Regions from separate parts of the Mus musculus genome. Here region 1 is linked to region 2. The links are chromatin contacts, called in public HiCAR-type maps. All regions are on one chromosome and are shown on one strand. Each heading gives the region's core, a stretch centred on a gene start, on an enhancer-like site or on the middle of the called end of the contact. The rest is flanking DNA. Distances are from core to core; before and after follow the strand shown. Region 1 overlaps Gm46565 (a long non-coding RNA gene). Region 2 has its middle 59 kb from the start of Gm33502.

Evidence for each region. HiCAR-type assays count read pairs that join an accessible place to other places.
Region 1: a contact with region 2 is called in a HiCAR-type map of embryonic stem cells, with 6 times the contacts expected there. The contact joins two enhancer-like sites. A contact is called at or near these places in 3 of 484 Hi-C or Micro-C datasets (embryonic stem cells, nephron progenitors and uterus), 4 of 115 datasets of contacts at active chromatin or transcription factors (cardiomyocytes and embryonic stem cells) and 1 of 9 other capture datasets (embryonic stem cells).

The regions. Positions count from the first base shown.
Region 1 is chr16:30,938,838-30,943,346 of GRCm38.p6, reverse strand. All of the region lies in intron 1 of Gm46565 (a long non-coding RNA gene), which reads left to right. Among named protein-coding and RNA genes, the nearest start is that of Gm46565, 12 kb to the left of the region's middle. Within about 2 kb of position 3,221, at least 30 of the 459 cell types and tissues checked have an H3K27ac peak or open chromatin away from gene starts, as enhancers often do. A contact at or near this core is called in embryonic stem cells, where this site is marked.
Region 2 is chr16:30,732,542-30,737,074 of GRCm38.p6, reverse strand. No RefSeq gene overlaps it. Among named protein-coding and RNA genes, the nearest start is that of Gm33502, 59 kb to the left of the region's middle. Within about 2 kb of position 1,599, at least 53 of the 459 cell types and tissues checked have an H3K27ac peak or open chromatin away from gene starts, as enhancers often do. A contact at or near this core is called in embryonic stem cells, where this site is marked.

The DNA.
Region 1 (4,509 bases), core at 1,972-4,471, 200 kb before region 2:
AAGAAACCAAGCATCTTGTTTTGGTTTGGTCTGTCTGTCTCTTTGACACGGGTTCCCACTATGTAGCTCAGACTGGCTCCAAAGTTGGCATCCTTCTGTCCCAGTGGCTCACATTCTGGGATTACAGGCACAGGTAGCTATGCCTAGTGAGTGTCCTATGACTGTCAAGGGAATTAAAGGTGTTTGTTGAACAAGTACAAACAGCTCCCCAACAAGTTGGGGCTCTGAGGAGCTGTTGAGAAGATGTGTCAATTCTGGGAGTCAATTGTATGGTTTGGTTCAGGAAGTAACTGATGGCATACTGCTTCCTCTTCACCCTTTAGAAGTCACCCCCAAACAGAGGAGAACAAAGCCCCAAGGTAAACCTCAAGTCCAGTGAAATGAAAGACGTCTGTAGCTTCAGATCATGCTACTCAGAGATGGGGAGTGGGTCAGACGGAGAGCCGTCATTGTTTACCTGAGAATACGCCTCCATCCGTATGCTCAAGAGACAGAGCTGTAGACAGCAAGAAGCTAGGTTACCGGGAGGAAGCCCTGGAAGGCAAAGGAGTGGGAGGCGCTGGACGAGAAGAGAGGAAGGGTGACCAAGGACATGGCAGCTGGCAATGGATAAAGTGTAACAATGTGTACCGAAAGTCAGCCCCACCCAGGCTCCCACCAGTGAGTGTGCTCTCCCTGTCATGCTGGGGACTGGGACTTTCTTCTCTGAAGAAGATGAGCCTGGAAGGTTGGAGAGCCGGGTAGGATGGGGAAGCCAGACTAAGCAAGGAGCTAGCACAGTATGAACGCTGAAGACCAGGGCTGTCCCGCCCATGCTGCCCGACTTGAGGACTGCTGCCAGGCTCTTATCCTGACAGGTATTTTGAAGCACCCTTGTACTTTCTGTAGATACTGAACTGCCCAGGAAAACCTGTAGTGATTGCCATTTGAAGGTCTAAGTGAAAATACCAGTGGACCCCACCGAGCATCCTACAAAGAGGTCCACAAGTCTCCTGCCATCTGTGCAGCCAGGTTTCCTGTTAGCATTTGGCCATAGCGGGATAGCCATGGTTCATCAGATGCCCAAGGAAAGCCTTCCACACAGAAGACAGGGATCCAAACAGTCAGAGGAGAACTCACTCAAGTGAAATGCACGACGGAAAAGAAAATGTCAAATGAACCGCTTCCTCAAGAAGATTAGAAGGCGATCTAATTATAAAGAATAGGCATACCCATGAAAGGTTCCCAGGAATTAGAAACAAAAGCTAAGCTGGGAAATCCCATGGGCAGAAGGCAAGCATGATCGGGTGATATATTTAAGGAAACCCTCCTGGCTCCCAAAAGGCACTCACAGGTAGAAAACCAGGCAAAAAGAGATGTCCCAAATTCTGCCCAATGGGAATTGTAGAGAAAGAAACACGAGAAAGTTGGAAAGTGATTACCAAAGAAATAATAACAAGAAGGTTCCAAGACTGGAGGCCATACGTGTCTTGTCCAGTGAACGATGACATGCGTGAAATCAATGTGAAATACAAGACTATCAGAGAGAGGATATTGAATATCTATTAGAGCATGGAATGTGAACAGAGACTAGAGACATCTTCAGAGACAAAAATGCCAGGATATTGGCTTCCCATTAGCTAGCTATCTCAGGGAAACTTCTGGAGGAAAACTGCTCCCATGAGGAAGGAAACCAAAGAATGTATGAGGGCCAGGAGGTGGGAGACCATCTCGGACTAAAGGGGGCGCCCAGGAGGCAGGAGACCACCGAGGACTGAAGGGGGTGCCCAGGCAGTCAAAAGGAACTGAAGGCTGGAGAGGGAGGGGGAGGAGGCTGGGCATGGCAGTCCTGGAGGAGAACAGAACTGGCAAAGTTTAGTGATGAGTTCAACCCTGCAAAACCTTCGGTGACAGACTTTAAGGATATGGGTTGACCTAGCCAGATGGTAAGAGAAAGCTAAGCAAACCAAAATCATTAACTCTAGTGAAATAAAAATAAAAGATGTTCGCTATGAGTGAAAGATATTAACATAATCATATCAATAAAATGCTATTATAGATTTTTTTAGTTAATTTTTAAAAAATTAATGGCTTAGTGGATAAAGGCCTTTGACACCAAGGTCGATGACCTGTGTGCTATCCCCAGGACCTACATGGTGGATGTAGAGAACCAACATTGGCAAGTTGTCCTCTGTTCTCTGCATGTATACAATGGCACATACACACATCTACACACATTCACACATGCACAACACACATACATGTACATACACATGTGCACATACACAAACACAAATAAATGAATAATTAAAATATCTTATTTTCTATAGTAGTTAATTAATAGATAATATAAATTCCTTATTAAGGGGCTAGAGAAAAGGCTCAGAGGCTAAGTATGTACCACTCTTGAAGAGGACCTGAATTCTGTTCCAACACTCACATCCAGCGGATCACAACTGCCTGGAACCCCAGCTCCAGGGGAACTGATACCCTCTACTGGCTAATCTGAGTATTGCAACTATTCCTTCTCTTCCCCCTCTTTCCACCTCCCCCTCCCTTCCCCCCTCTCTCCCACTCTTCCTCCTGCCTCGCTCTTTGACTTAAATAAAACTATTTACACTAAATATTTAGATAAAAGAAGTCACTGGTATTTAAAGTTTCAGGACTGATTAACGTTCCTAACCAGAGAGTGTAAATAATAATATAATAATAATAATAATAATAATAATAATAATAATAATAATAATAATAATAATAATGAGAAGAAGGAGGAGGAGGAGGAGGAGGAGGAGGAGGAGAAGGAGAAGGAGAAGGAGAAGGAGAAGGAGAAGGAGAAGGAGAAGGAGAAGGAGAAGGAGAAGGAGAAGGAGAAGAAGAAGAAGAAGAAGAAGAAGAAGAAGAAGAAGAAGAAGAAGAAGAAGAAGAAGAAGAAGCAGCAGCAGCAACAGCAGTCCCCAGGGCCCTGGGCCTCCCAACACATAGATCTGCTGATCTGAGGATGAGACCCTTGTAGAGGATGTGAGAGGAACGTACCCAGGCTAAGACTTTCTAAGGAGGCAGCAAACATCTGCTAACACGAACTGCTGAATTAGGAGCCTTGGGTCAGTGGCCTTGGCTCTTAACATCTGACAGCTGGAATGTGCTGGTTAACCCATCCTCAGAGGAGTTTACAATGTAGGATTTCTGCCCATGCCCGGCCAATGTGTGACTTACAAAAACATCTGCTTTGGAAATCCCCAGTTTAAACAACAAAACAAAACAAAAGCCCTCCCCCGGCATCTGCAGTATTCTTGGTCCTGCTGATTCAATGCACAGGAACTGCAAGTCTTTGTTTCCAGGATAGATGCTATTTCCTCTGACCTCTGTGCTGACCTTTAGTTAACAGAAACAAAAGAGGGGTTCAGTAGAGCCCAGAGGACTGTGGTTTAAGCAGGAGGGAGGGCTGGGCTAATACTGTGGACTCTGCAAAAGTACTAAAATTGAAATTATTTGGGGACCATGAATGCAATAGGATTTTAATCTGTACCCTTTAGACATAGCTTGCCAGCCTGACCTTTCTGCGCAGAGTGGATTTACTGTGGGTGACTGTCACTGTATTACTGTGGCCTTTCAACTCCTGCCCCCAGTGGAGAAGAGCCTTCCCGTGTGTGGCCCCGGGTGTTCTCTTGTCAGGGACAAATGTGTCTTTCCCAGGGATTTTGTCGTCTCTTTATTAAATACGACATCATTAAAAATTAAATTGCACAAATCTTCAATTAAGTCTCTTCACATCTTTTCCATATGTTGTGCTGGGGCTTGCATCCTAGGCAACTGTTCTGCACGGAGCCGCTTCCTCAGACCTTGCCCTCAGTTCAACTTTGAAGCAAAGGTAATATTGGAAACTTACCCATGTGTAGATATTTACTGTAGCTTGTGCTTACTGCTTGAGGTTAGATTTATGTCCACGTGGTGGCGGTACAGTTGGGGCCAGATGTTTCCAGGTTCTTGGTGTCTTGTTGAAAGAACTGAAAACACTCATGCACGCACCATGAATAGTAAGTAGCAAGCAGAATTTTTGTGCAGAAGCAATGTATAGGCCACATACCCCAGGAGAGAGTGGGCTCTGAGCGAGTACTCGCCAGCACTACGTGACCATTTGGGGATTTCTTTTATTGGTCTACGAAGAGGAGGAAGAGTTAGTTGCTAAGGGGCAAGGGACAAGGGACAAGGGACAAGGGACAGGTAGTTTCCTGGTTTGATTGACAGGCTTGAGTTATGTAAGCCTTTGTTTACTGTAAATGTCCTTTCCCACAATGCGTCTGTTTTTAATCATTTGCACATCCAATTATGCATAGACATTAGGTGATAAATAAGATTTTTCACCTAAAAGTTTATTTTAAGAACACAGTTTTCTTCCCATTCACTCTGCCTAATTCTCAGTCAGACATTGTAGACCACAAAGTGGAAGTGACTAACAGTGCCAGGGACCCATCGCTTTGAGGAACCAGATTGCCTTGGGAGAGGGGTATGCATGCAGCTTATCCAAGGTTG
Region 2 (4,533 bases), core at 350-2,849:
GCCCAGTTCCCACTGGGCCCCTGGGTCAGTCCAGGGGCTATTCTTTTCTCTGACCATCTGGAATCTCCCTAGCCAAAGGCCCAGGCTGCGTATGAAGGAAGCCTTGTCCTTCCCTGGGGACCCTGCTAGACGCTGAGGGGTACAACACAGCCCATGACACGACGATGGGACCATTATGTCTGCTGTATGCTTGTTTCTGTTCTGAATCACCAGCTCGGAGGCTTCTGCCCGTCAGGGATGCTGGACACGTCCCTAGCACATCTGAACAGTCATTTATGATTTTGAAAGCATATTCGCATGCATCAGCTCCACTGATCACTGTGGAACCTCGACACAAGGGTTATTATTGTCTATACGTGCGAATTTGTGCCCGGTTATCACCTTGGTGATGTGATAGAACACAGGTGGTCTCTGGTGTGTCCAGAAGTGATGACTTCACACTGGTTCAGCATCTTCCTTCTGCTACCATCGTAAGCACAGCAGTCACGATTCATTTGCTCACTCGTTCATTCATTCATTCATTCATTCATTCACTCGTTCCCTTGAGAAGTATTTTCCTCACTTCATAAGCTAAAGCCCTCTCTGTACTAGGCTGAGATATAAATGACACCTCTCTAGGAGGTGACAGTACCAGGACAGAAACCCAAGAGAAGCTTCTTAATCATATTGGGGCCCCAAGGGCTAAGTTGGATAGATAAACAAACACCGTGGAAGGCCTGAAAAGCCTGAGCCTGTGAAAACTGAAAGCAAGAGTAAGGGCAGGAGCCCAGGGAATTGTGGGGGCTAGCAGCTAGAGGGGGTTGGGGGGAGAGGGGAGGGGTTGGGGGCCTGTCTGCAGCTGATCCAGGGAGTCCAGCGGTTTACAGCAGAGGTCAGTGCAGACACAGCTGGGTTTTAAGAATCCCAGAGATGCTCTGTGGTGGGAGGGGTAGTCGGGCTTCAGAGAAAAGAGCCAGCACGCAGACCATGGCAACAGTTTGGGTGACCCAGAATGGGACTGAGGGAGGAGTCCAGGAGATTGACAAAGGAAGATGAGATTCAGAAAGTATATGGAAGTAGCTACGCGGTGTGAAGGAAAGAGGCGGGCAGAGTAAGGCAGGAGAAAGGAAGGATGCTACCGTTGTAGTGAGCAGTGTGACACGGTTTGTGGAGTTCCAGGAAGAGAGCAAGAGTGGACACAGTTTGGAAGGAAGGAAGCTTTTGAGAGGAATCTATAAATCTGTGGGTCTCAATACTCTTTCTCATCTGATACCTGAAAGTACCAGGATCTCTCCCTGATCAGCAACCTAAAATCTCCCCAGCAGAGCCTAAAATCAGGGGCTCAAAGTGTGCTTGGTGTATTTGGTCCTAAGGCCCTTGCTATTCACCTGTAAAGTCAGGAATGCATTTTTGCATATGCAAATATGTTTCCTTGGCTGAGGAAGTGTAGTTGTGTGCTTACCTCAGGGTAGCCAGGAATGTCACTCTGGGCTCTGGGTGCTTACCTCCATTAAGACCCCCTGGAGGGCTCTGTCCAGCTGTCCTCTGAGGCCTGCTGTTGTCCCCTGGAGAGAAATTCCGTGGCTACAGAGTTCCTGCCACCTGCACTTTCCCGTACATCCAGTCTAGGTTAGGGAAGGTCACACACACAGGGGGAAAATTCCAGAACATGAGCTCATAGCGTGTGGTGAAAAGTGAGGAAATTTGCCTGGAATTTTGGAATCTGCTCCAGGAATTCATTTTTTTGTTTTAACAGCAAATAGCTTCTAGGGAGCTACCAGGAATAGGTGTCTTCTCTACAGTGTTCCCCACTCCCACTGTGGCTGGTCTTCATTCACATGGCAGGCAGAGTGGTGGATGACTCCAAGTTTGTATTTTCTTTTTTTTTTTTCCATTTTTTATTAGGTATTTAGCTCATTTACATTTCCAATGCTATACCAAAAGTCCCCCATATCCACCCACCCCCACTCCCCTGCCCACCCACTCCCCCTTTTTGGCCCTGGTGTTCCCCTGTACTGGGGCATATAAAGTTTGCAAGTCCAATGGGCCTCTCTTTCCAGTGATGGCCGACTAGGCCATCTTTTGATATATATGCAGCTAGAGTCAAGAGCTCCGGGGTACTGGTTAGTTCATAATGTTGTTCCACCTATAGGGTTGCAGATCCCTTTAGCTCCTTGGCTACTTTCTCTAGCTCCTCCATTGGGAGCCCTATGATCCATCCATTAGCTGACTGTGAGCATCCACTTCTGTGTTTGCTAGGCCCCGGCATAGTCTCACAAGAGACAGCTACATCTGGGTCCTTTCAATAAAATCTTGCTAGTGTATGCAATGGTGTCAGCGTTTGGATGCTGATTATGGGGTGGATCCCTGGATATGGCAGTCTCTACATGGTCCATCCTTTCATCTCAGCTCCAAACTTTGTCTCTGTAACTCCTTCCATGGGTGTTTTGTTCCCAAATCTAAGGAGGGGCATAGTGTCCACACTTCAGTCTTCATTCTTCTTGAGTTTCATGTGTTTAGCAAATTATATCTTATATCTTGGGTATCCTAGGTTTGGGGCTAATATCCACTTATCAGTGAGTACATATTGTGTGAGTTTCTTTGTGAATGTGTTACCTCACTCAGGATGATGCCCTCCAGGTCCATCCATTTGGCTAGAAATTTCATAAATTCATTCTTTTTAATAGCTGAGTAGTACTCCATTGTGTAGATGTACCACATTTTCTGTATCCATTCCTCTGTTGAGGGGCATCTAGGTTCTTTCCAGCTTCTGGCTATTATAAATAAGGCTGCTATGAACATAGTGGAGCATGTGTCCTTCTTACCAGTTGGGGCATCTTCTGGATATATGCCCATGAGAGGTATTGCTGGATCCTCCGGTAGTACTATGTCCAATTTTCTGAGGAACCGCCAGACTGATTTCCAGAGTGGTTGTACAAGCCTGCACTCCCACCAACAATGGAGGAGTGTTCCTCTTTCTCCACATGTATTTTCTAATCACAAGATAAAAAAAAAAAAAAAAAAAAAAAAAAACATGACCAACAAACAAAACAGGCACTCTGATATTTCCTGGCTGACAACACTAATTCATTTTTGCCTATAAAGGAATTTTTTTCTAAGACATGAATTGCTCCCTTCAAACCAAAACTGCCTAACTTTAGGACTGATGCTAGGCGCGTGGAGGATGGCAGTGTGCTGTTACAACATACTGTGATTTCCCTCCCTCTGCAAGCTGCCATTGAGCATGGTCCTTCCCATCTGTAGACCTAGGAAGGAACCATGTCTATGCCTTCCATAGCAAAGCGCCCACACACCTGCGCAATAGTGTGTAACAGCATACACATGTGACCGGGTTAGCTTGAGGCTGAACTTGTTAGCTACCTCGGGGCCTAGGTTTAGGAATGCATCCGCCAGGAGTGTGCCACTTCCTGCCGATTTTACCTTCTGTTCTCAGCCACAGATGTGACCTCTGACCCCGAGGAGTCTCTTTGCGATGGCTCTGAGCCCCCAGGCTTCCACTTTCCTATACCCATGACCTTACAGAGGCTTACTTGCTGGACACAGTAGAAGGTTTCTCTGCCTGGTGACGAAGGGCAGAAACCCCAAGCGACGGCCATTTAAAGGGCTCCTGTAAACTGATCTTTCTAGACTAGAACTCTTCCTGCTTCTGGCCCTCAGCTACTCTCTAATTCAGAGAGTTTTCTGAGGTTCTGAGTGATTTTTTTCCCCCTGAGACTGAGTGATTAAGGTCTTTATCTCAATGGGCCTATGTTTTTGTGGAGAGAGCTGAATAAACATGAAGTAGGAGCTGGGAGGGGGCAGGGAACAGAATCCGAGGGATAAAGCAGGCAAGGACAATTATCAAGATGAGAGGGAACGGAGAGCGAGTCCTCAAAAGAGGAAAACAGGAAGTCTCACTGGGCCTGGATGGGAGGAGGGAGGACCCAGAATGACTGAGGTGAGGAAGTGGGAGAAGAGAAGGGAAAATGATGGATGTTTCCTGTTCCCGTTTCACTCCAACCTGAGATGGTGTCTGTCAGAATACAGGCTTTGTGACACTCACCAAATCTCACAACTGCAGCCTTTACTTGGCCACATGGCCCTTTAGTCAGGAGCACCAATAGGAGCGGAGTCTTCCGCAGTGACGTCATCACTCTGCCGGGTGAGAGCTTATTGATCATAGCAATTTCATCAGATTCACAGCACACACCAGATGGGAAACAGTTCCTATTTGCCTCATGACTCCAGGAGCCGGGAGGAGACTGGGACCTTGGAACAAGCAAGACTGAGGGAGACAGAGGACCTGTCTGCAAGCACCAGAAGGATTGTCTTGCGTGTGGAAGAGAGACAGGTTTGCTGAGCCCAGAGGGAGAGACTTTAACAAATTCATCAATACCAACAAGATGGGCTGTTGTAGTGGTCAGCTTGCAACACCATCGCAAACAAGTCAGACATGGGCTACTGACGAAGAAAATGCATTTATTTAGTTCACAGTTGGGAAGACTCAAGGGCATGATACCTGCATTGGATGACTGGGGTGGGAGGTAGTCATGG